3 separate regions of the Mus musculus genome follow, and regions 1 and 3 are each linked to region 2. Evidence: chromatin contacts called from public Hi-C and promoter capture Hi-C data. All regions are on one chromosome and are shown on one strand. Each heading gives the region's core, a stretch centred on a gene start, on an enhancer-like site or on the middle of the called end of the contact. The rest is flanking DNA. Distances are from core to core; before and after follow the strand shown. Region 1 holds the start of Snapc3 (small nuclear RNA activating complex, polypeptide 3). Region 2 holds the start of Haus6 (HAUS augmin-like complex, subunit 6). Region 3 holds the start of Psip1 (PC4 and SFRS1 interacting protein 1).

What was found. Promoter capture Hi-C pulls out the DNA fragments that hold promoters and counts their contacts. A called contact is a pair of places that touch in the nucleus more often than the background predicts.
Region 1: a Hi-C map of uterus shows a contact between it and region 2, with 7 times the contacts expected there. The contact joins the promoter of Snapc3 here to the promoter of Haus6 in region 2. A contact is called at or near these places in 1 of 39 promoter capture datasets (pre-B cells) and 1 of 484 Hi-C or Micro-C datasets (uterus).
Region 3: a promoter capture Hi-C map of cranial neural crest shows a contact between it and region 2. The contact joins the promoter of Psip1 here to the promoter of Haus6 in region 2. A contact is called at or near these places in 2 of 39 promoter capture datasets (cranial neural crest and pre-B cells) and 1 of 484 Hi-C or Micro-C datasets (granulocyte-monocyte progenitors).

Annotation. Positions count from the first base shown.
Region 1 is chr4:83,416,024-83,419,326 of GRCm38.p6, reverse strand. Snapc3 (small nuclear RNA activating complex, polypeptide 3) reads right to left here and starts at 1,603. Exons shown (of 9, transcript NM_029949.4): 1 at 1,273-1,603; 2 at 544-621. The coding sequence starts at 1,574.
Region 2 is chr4:86,610,271-86,613,450 of GRCm38.p6, reverse strand. It overlaps Haus6 (HAUS augmin-like complex, subunit 6), which reads left to right and starts at 1,396. Exons shown (of 17, transcript NM_173400.3): 1 at 1,396-1,765. The coding sequence starts at 1,638.
Region 3 is chr4:83,484,653-83,487,712 of GRCm38.p6, reverse strand. It overlaps Psip1 (PC4 and SFRS1 interacting protein 1), which reads left to right and starts at 1,250. Exons shown (of 16, transcript NM_133948.6): 1 at 1,250-1,438; 2 at 1,785-1,996. The coding sequence starts at 1,925.

The sequences.
Region 1 (3,303 bases), core at 354-2,853, 3.2 Mb after region 2:
GTGTCTGAAGACAGTGACAGTGTACGCATATACATTAAATAAATCTTAAAAAAAAAAAAATATCACCCTAATCCCAAATTACAGAATGGTACTTCTTTTGGAGCTACGTAACTGATGGGTAAATTAGCACAGTATCTGTGATTTACTGAATGGAAGAGCCTGGGGAAACACACACAACTGTATCCCATAGCCACAGAGCCACAGAGCCACAGAGCCACAGAGCCACAGAGCCAAAGAAAGGATGTCCAAATGTTTAAAACAACAACAACCACCACCACAACAACAACCAGTCATCAATTATCATTGAACTCACTAGGTAGCTAAGGCTAACCTCTAACTTACATCAGTTTTGACTCAGCCTCCCGAGGGCTGGGATTACAGCCAAAAGCCAGGACACCAAACTAATGGTTGAATTTTAAGTGGTGGAGTAAAACATTCAGAGTGTTCAGATAAACAGCAGAAAGACTAACTGTAGTTTAGTGGTAGGTCGTGTTTCATCTCCAGCACCAAAACAAATAGCATATAACAAAACAAAACTCATACCATAAAGTCACTAGGTCAGTGTTCTCTGGGATGACTTCCGGGTCTTCATCTTCCCCGAGGCATCTCAGTTTATCAAGGCTTAGAGAAAGGGAGGTTGGGAAAGGGAGAAAGGAAAAGCAACGATTTATGATCAGCCATGCATTTTTCAACAGCGGGTCAGAGCTTGTCCTAAATACATCATTGAATAATTAAGTCTTATGAAATCCAGCAGGCAGCTCAAAAGAGGCCAGAATTCAAGACAATGGTTTTTGTGCCAGTGTTATACCGAAAAGGGTGTATGTTCATTTGAGGACAGCCAGTACTGTCAAAAGGAGAAGGACCGCTACAAGTTAGTTTTTGTATTTCTATTTCCAGGTAAGAAACTTTTAGGGAAATTTTAGTAATAACATTTTCATGAGGACCGCTAGAAACCACGGTTAATAAAGGTTTCAACCCGGCTCTGTTTAAGTCTCCTCCATCCTCAGGTACTTCCATTGTCCAAATATCAATGACAGATATATACCGCTGTTACTTCAACAAGCACTTTAAAGATCAAGAATAGAAGTCTTTCGTGCATTTGTAGTGTCCCGTTACTGGATCCACCCCTCAGGAAAGTGCTTTTGGACCCAAGGATCTCTTCCGGCCTTCCGGAAAGGGTTTAGGGGGACGAAGGTTAAGGGTCTCCGAGAAGCGCAGGGACGAGGCTGAGCCCTGCGGGATCCACGCAAAACCCCGAAGCCGCACACTCACCCGCACACGACCCTCAGCTCTGCTGCTGCCTCCAGACTGCAGCCCAGATCGCTGGCTACTGCAGCATCCTCAAAGCCGTCGTTGGATGCCCCTCCGTCGGTCGGCTGCTCGGCTGCCTGCGGTTCGCTCAGCGACAAATCCTGGGCCCCTAGCCGGCCACGCCATAGCTCCCCAAAGGAGCCCACATGGAACACGCGCGTGTGCAACTCGGGAAGCTCGTATTCCGGAAAGCTGCTGTGGCTCGCACTGGGGACTGGGTGCTGTGGGCCACCCGCACCGCCGCCCTGCAGGTCCTCCGCCATGTCAGCCACGATCCCTTCCGGCAAAAGCTGGCGAGAGGGCGTCGCGGGGCGTGACGGGATTTGTAGTTTTGCAGAGCTCCGGGGTGGCGGGCGGTTGCGCGAGCTGTGCTTCAGAAACTACATTTCCCAGCAGGCTGGCTACCGCCTGGGCGCGGCTCGGTCGCTGTGGGCCGGGCTGGATGCATTGTTCTCTGGACTTGTCCGAGGGCTGTGCGGCTCGCTGTGTTCCGAGCTGATCTGGTATTGGGACCCACAATTACCTAAAGACTCAATCATTGGGTCCCCATCTCATAGTTTTCTCAAATCTGGTTCGTAGGGGCGGGACTTTTGTCCACTGGTTTTGCGAGCTGCTCTGCGGTTCCTCCTATCCTAGAGAGAATCCTGAAGGACAAGGGGCACTGAGACTGGTTCGTCCAGAATCTTCTGAAAGGCACGGTGTGTGTTTGTATGCGTGCCTTTGTATACCTACCTGCACGATAGAGCTTATCGAACGTCGGCTATGCAACACACAAATTCATTCTTAGCCATATGTATATATTTTGAAAAGTCACCACTTTTCCGGGGAGAGAGCCGAATGTGATTGTTAAAGGAGTAAACCGGTAAACTAGGAAATGGAAGTAGCTTGAAACCCAGTGAGCCTAGATGTTTCTGAAGCTTGGCCATCGCTCAGCTGTTCCAAATATCATAGCAGGGTGTGCTGAACAATCCCTGGCTTGTATGATTGTCCTGTGACACATGTTGTATAATTCAGCCATTGGAACTATTCCTTTAGTGGCTTTTAGTATATTCACAATGGGGCAACCATTAGTTTAAGAACATTTTCACCACTCGTGAAAAGGTTGCTTTTAGTTATGACTCCCAATCCTTCCAACTTTAGCCAACACTTTTCAGGCTTTACGTCTGTAAAGGTTTGCTATCTGGGCTTTTTGAAATAGGATATCACTACGTAGAACAGTCTAGCCTTGAATTCACAGCCGCTTCTGCCTCCTGAGTCCTGGGATTAAAGGTATGTCCCACCACACCCAGTTTATTTTCTACATGTAATATAAATGTAATCATATATGACCTTTACAATAGGTTTCTATAATATTGTACAATATTTTTACTTTGCAGCAAATTTCAGTACTTCATCCCCCCCCCCTTTTTGGTTGAATTTAATTGTATTGCATGGATATTATATATTTTATTTATTGAAACTCATTGGATGGACTGGGCTGCAGCTCAACTGATAAAATACTTGGCTCACATGCATGAAGTCCTGGGATCAATAATCCCAGCACTTGCAAGGGAGAGGCAGGAGGACCAGAAGTTCAAGGTCATAATCACCTTCAGAGGGAGTTTGAAGCAAGCCTGGGATACAGGAATTCCTGTCTCCTAAACAACAAGCAGGACTGGAGAGATGTCTCTCAGTGGCTAAAGAGCTTCAGCTTCTCTTCCAGAGGACCTGGGTTCGGTTCCCAGCACCCGTGTGGCAGTTCTCAGTGGTCTATAACTCCAGTTCCAGGGCCTCTTCTGACCTCTTTGGGTACCAGGCATGCAATAGTGCACAGACAATATGGGCAAAACACCATGACCAAAGCAACTTGGCTTCCATATCACAGGCCATCAGCAAAGGAAGTCAGGACAAGACTCCAGCAGAGCAGGAACCCAGGGGCAAGAGCTGATACAAGAAAAAAGAAAAATGCCGAGTTAACAGTTCAACTAAAACAAAACAAGGGGTTGAAAGATG
Region 2 (3,180 bases), core at 147-2,646:
GAAAATCTGGTTACCATCTAAGAACTGGTAACATGTGGAAAATTGGCCGAGTTCTCATTGCAGTTTTGACTATCAAAAACGACTTAATAGGAGTCCCAGTAAAAATGAGCTTAATAATCACAGATAAAATTTTAGGAATTCTTATAGGATCATCATGATGACTTAAGTCATCTATTTGTCTATATGGCATCACTACAAGACAATACATCTTCATGGATCTGCAGAGATCTGCTCCAAAGGGGTGTGCTACTACTTAGTGATTGTTATATATTTTTAATAATAACAGGAAAAGCAATATTAATAGCAGGAATCTTCCCTAAAATGAATTCCTTACAGCCTTGCTTAATAAGGGTGCACCTGTCGCAGGTCATCTAATAATCCGAAGTAGACCACTTCAGGATGATGCTTGTCCCATTATGACTCCTGACACTCAGCAGAGAGACAGACTTTGTTGTAGTTGTTATTCGAGATAGGGTTTCTCTGAATAGCTCTGGCTGTCCTGGAACTCACTCTGTAGACCAGGCTGGCCTGCAACTCAGAAATCCGCCTGTCTTCTCCTCCCAAGTGCTGCCCGGTGAGAGACAGATTTCTAGTACAGCAAGTTGAAGTATGGCTGGTGGTGCCTCCCACAAAGATGGAGAGCATTCCAGAATTAGGAATTCAGGGTCATCTTCCTTTGGGAAGGGAGTTCAAGGCCAGAGGAGGCTAAAAGAAATCTCGACTTGCAACCTCCACGACCAAAGAAACATTTGATAATAAAAATTTTGCCAAGCACTCTAGATGAGGTGATCAATGAACAACTCCATCGGCCCCTGTGACTCTTGCCCATTAATTCATATAGTAGGAAGGCAGGTACAGTCTTCGACGCCAGACTGCGCTACATAAAGTTAGAGCTACATAGCAAGATCCTGCCTTTTTGGTTTTGCTTTGTTTTATTTCGAGACAGGGTTTCTTTGTGTAGCTCTGGCTGTCCCGGAAATCAGTAGTGTTCTCGAACTAACAAAGTTCTTCTCCTCTGAGTACTGGGATTAAAGGAGTACACCGCTGCCTCCACCGGACAAGACCCTGTCTTAAAATAAAGGAAAAGATGATTTGTTTAGGGCCATACACCTGCATCACTCACTATAAGGAGCTACAATGTAGCTTTTACTGAACAGCAATCACAACCCGAGCAACAGAAACCTAAAACGCAAAGAATCCGGAACTAAGGCCGGGAGGGCTCTAGAAAACACCCGGTTTCCGGACCTTGGGGCAATTGGCTGGTCACGCAATGCTTTGTGGGTCTTATAGTTTCTCTCAGGGACTTCATGTGCCCGGAGACAGGGATGCATTGCATGGTGGGAGATTGAGTCCTCTTAGGAAGACCAGTCCCGGAAGTCGGGACTGCGCCTGCGCCTGCGCAGTGTAGTCTTCCGCAAGCGCGGGAGTCTTGGTTTGCGTGGAGCGCTGCAGTCACTGTCTGTTTTTCTGGGCGCGTTCGGCCTTTTGTGGTGGGATGGCTCTCGGAGAGGAGGCAGCGGGCGGCCGCCGCAGAGGGGTTGTCGTCACCCCGGGATGCCTGTAGGAGGGGTCCAAGGGTCCTCACGGCTTCGGTGCCTTCGTTTTCCTCCGTCACAGTCGCCCTGCCCGTGGAAAGCATGAGCTCGGCCCGGGACTCCGCTTTCGAGAAGCAGCATCTCTGGATGTACCTGCAGGCGCTGGGCTTGGATCCGAGCTCCAGCATCACGTTCGGCGGGAAGATGGTGCCGCACGCGCACCTTGGAGAGTAAGGAGATCTGGGGCGGTGGCGCGGTCCTTGGCGTCCAGTCACTGGCGGCAGAACCCTGTGGTGGGGGACTGGTCGTCACCAGTGTAAGGGATGCGGGTGCGGGACGCTTTAGAGGCGTGCTCTGCAGTTGAGGCACAACGGCGGGCCCGCTTAACCCTGCCTTCGTGGTCTGTAGTTGGTGGGAGGCGTCGGGGAACTATATATGCAAACATCTTATAAGTAGTTAACTGTGGGTTTAAACTTTGAATCCGAACTAAAACATGTTACAGCTAGCAAAAACATAATAATGTGTGGGAATGAAAATCAAAAGCCGATACCCTTTCCTTTGCCACTTCAGTTATGGTTGCGATCACAAAAAGAAATACTTTGTTTATATTTGTATACTTTAGACACGAGCTTCCGGTTTCAGGCCCCCTTTCCTCCTTATAATTTAATGGAAAGAATGATTCTATTATTACTATATCACCATCATCACCATTATTACTATTTTTTTTTTTCGAGACAGGGTTTCTCTGTATAGCCCTGGCTGTCCTGGAACTCACTTTGTAGACCAGGCTGGCCTTGAACTCAGAAATCCGTCTGCCTCTGCCTCCCAAGTGCTGGGATTAAAGGCGTGCGCCACCACCGCCCGGCTACTATTATTTTTATTTTGAGACAAAACCCCCCTCTCTGTAGTAATGGGAGGTGTGCTGGGATTTTAATTCCATCGCCTTGCTCCTCCAGATTGCTGTTTTGCTTGCTTGTATGTCTTGTGTGAGGTTGTCAGATCTTCTGGGACTGGAGTTACAGTTTAGATCTGCCATGTGGATTCTGGGAATTGAACCCGTGTCTTTTTGGAGGCGCAGACACTGTTAGTAACCTGAGACATCTCTCCAGTCTCAATGAATTTTGTCTTTTGTTTGATTTTTGTTTTTGTTTGTTTGTTTATTTTTCAAGACAAGGCTTCTGGACCTCTTTTTGTGGACAGGCTAGCCTTGAACTCAGATACCAGCCTGCCCTTGCCTCTTATGTGCTGGGGATTAAAACGTCCCACCAACCATCCCTAGTTAAATTAACTTTGTTTTGTTTTTTGATGCTTTAGACATTTTTATGCAACCTCAGTTAAGTAGGTATATGATAGTATGCAATCATTCACTTGTAGTAGGTTATACATGTTATTTTAAAGCAATTCCATGGCATACATGTAATTTTACTATTAGGGACGAAAGTAAATTTGCATACTAAAGGATGCTCCCCCATTTTTTTCCTTTGAGATGGATGATTATATACCATGGCCTCCAGCTCTGTTTGCCTCTCTTGCTTAAGTGTTGATATCATGTTAACTTTTGGTTGATGCATTTTCAGAAACTTTTGCTGCTGTTACATTTCAGCCCTCACATAACTATGCTACCAGAATAGGGTGATGAAGTTTC
Region 3 (3,060 bases), core at 1-2,500, 3.1 Mb after region 2:
TCTCAGCTGTGAGTCTTTATTTAAAGCAGTATTATTGCTTACACATTTTAATATTCTTAATATCTTTAATATTTTTAGCCTGTTTGATATAGGAAATACCTAATCTTGTTCCTAGCTGTATATTCAACACCAAACAGTGCTCTATTCTAAACAGGATTTTGGAGAGATTCAATGAAGGATGAAACAAAAGACTTATTTTTTCTTAATACTTTAATGTCTTCTAATTTGCCACATCCTTACTTATTGGGAACCTGGATGTTAATGGATAAATAATATTAGTTCTGCTAGAGTAAAGATCGTAAAAGTCAACCCATTTCAGAAGGTGTATTACAAAATATTAAAAGCATCCACTGGCTAAAGGATCAAAAATAAGTTCACCTTTAAATACCCTTTAAGAGAATTTTAAATGATGAAATATTTAGGTGTTAGTAACTCTTCTCTCCTGTATCACCTACCACCATATATATCACTTTTCTAGGGAAATAGAATTTTAAGTGCAGGGCTAAAATTTAGATTGGGCCCAAATCCACATCCTAACTAACAAGCTAACTACGCTTTCTCTGTCATTGTTTTATATCCTTGACGTTTTGCATTCAATGGGATTGTGTTTTCGTTAACGGTTCTCCGCGGTTGAAATATCAGGGAAATGAAATAGGGCTTTCTCATGTTTCAGTCCCAAGAAAAGGAGACTGCAAAGCCCATTCTGCGAGGTGTAAGAGGCCTACAAGGTGCACACCCTGCAACTGCTTCATATTCCAATTTCATCTCTGGGATTTTGCACAGCTCTTCATTTTGGGGATGATGTAAACTGCGCAGGAGCACTACAGTACTCGCACCAAGGAGAAGGATGCGAGAACAAGCACCTTGGGCTGCCACATTCTCTTAAACATGCAGCCGTGGGCTACAGGCCCGGATACCCGCCCCCAAACCGGGTCCACAACAATCGTTTCCTCCCTCCCCGTCTTTTACATACAGTACACATACAAATACACACACGCAGAGCAGCCAGCAGGGGCGGGCCGGGCGCGACCACTGTGCCAGCCGTGGGGGGGGTGGAGGAGAGGGACAGCTCCCGCGTGCCTCTCTCCGGGCCTCCCCTCTCCCTCCCCTCCCACGGCATCTGCTTGCAATTGGTCGCAACCAGGGGCACCTGTGGGCTCTAGGGGACTCAGGCCCTCAGCTCCCGAGCCACGACGCTCGGCGGCTGTAGCGCCACCCGTGCCTGCGCGAGCACTTGGTACGGCCCAGCGCTAGCGGGCGCCGAGCGGGAGCCGCGCGGGAGCGGCGTAGCGACATCGGCGGCGGTGGCGGTGGCGGTGGCGGTTGCAGCTCGGAGCCGTTGAGACGCCTCTGCGGCAGCTGGTGGCGCAGGTGGCCGGCGTGGACGTGGGCAGGAGCGGCCAGCGCGCCCCGCAGCCCCAGCGCCGCCGCCCGGCAGGTGAGAGCCGCCCCGCCCCCGCTCGGCGCGGATGGGAAGCGGGCGGCCGCGCTCGCAGCCTCCCTCCTCTCCCCGCCGCGCCCCTCCCTCGTGGGCTGCGGCCCGTGGGAAAAGCCCTGGGAGCGCCGGGGTGGGAGGCCGGCGGCCGGGTGGCGGGCAGCATCCCTGCCTCAGGTGGCCGCGACCGCAGGCCCCGGCGCTGCTCGGGGCCGAGGCCGCGCTCTGTCCGAGGAGGCGCGCAGGCGGCTCCCCCTCCCCCTCCGCCGCCTCCCCTCCCCCTGCCCTCCTCCCCGCGGCCCCTCCCTGGGGTTTGCGCTTTAACCGCCCTCCCTGCTGTCCCTCGCAGGCGCGTCGGGACACCCCGAGGCATCCTCCCCCGCCCGCGGGCCCGCCAGTCCCAGCTCGCGTCTGTGCTCTCGCATCTCCTGATCGCGGCTGCGCTGCTCCCCCTTCTGGTCTTGGGACTCCCGGCGTCGCCCCTCAAACATGACTCGCGATTTCAAACCTGGAGACCTCATCTTCGCCAAGATGAAAGGTTATCCTCATTGGCCAGCTCGAGTAAGTGATTTGTAGCCCCGGTGTAGCGGTGCGGCCTGCCTCCCATCGTTTCTTCTCGGCTTCCTTTCAGTCCTTCCTCTCCTTTTCTCTTTACCGTTACTTGGAACCTTTCATTTTAGCTTTCTTTCTTTTTTTTTTTTTCTGTATACTCACGTACAATTGTAAAATTCTAGGTTTTCCTTCATATCCGCGGCGGTTTCCCTTTTTGAGTCTCTGACAGGTGTTCTATATAGCAGTTTTTGGGGATGACATTCAATTAACGTTTCATTGAGGCGAAATCATCAAGTAGGATTTTTGTGAGTTGAAATCATGACATTTCCTTAAAATTTGGAATTTTGAACAAAATACAAAGCGTCAACGAAAAATGCAGACTCCAAGCCCTTGCATGTCAGCTGTGGTTTAGGTTGCTTCGTACCGATTTGCAGTTGGCGGCTCATTTGGATCTTTAGATTCACAGTCTTTGGCTTTATGACCTTGAAGATGTTGTTTTCCATTTTTTGTTCTCCATAGCCAAAGGGAGAAGTAGACCGGACACTGGATTAACCTAACTGGAGAAGTCCTAAGGGCTCAAGATGTTACATTAAACAGCCGAGCTCCATTTTCAGGAAAAAAAAAATAGGTTTTTTTTGTTAGTTTATAATGGTGTCAAGGTTCAGAATACTATAGATAAGACTTAAAGAAGGTTATTAGATAAACTCAAAAATAGACTCATGTTCTAAAATTGTAATTATTTTTTCATACAACCTATTTTTTATTTTCATTTTCAAGACAGTTTCTCTGTGTAGCGCTGATTGTTCTGGAACTCACTCGTAGACCAGGCTGGCTTCAAACTCGGAGATCTACCTGCCTCTGCTTCTGGAGTGCTGGGACTAAAGGCGTACACTACCACTGCCTGGCTATTTTTTTTATGCACGTAACTAATTTAATCTTTGAAAGGTATTACTTAAAAATAATGAATTCCATCGTTGGGTTCTGACAGCTGTGTATGAGTACTGACTTAGACTGCTCCCTAACTTCCCATCCTCCTGGGGTACCTTGTTTGGTAGAGCCTTAATCCTCAGCCT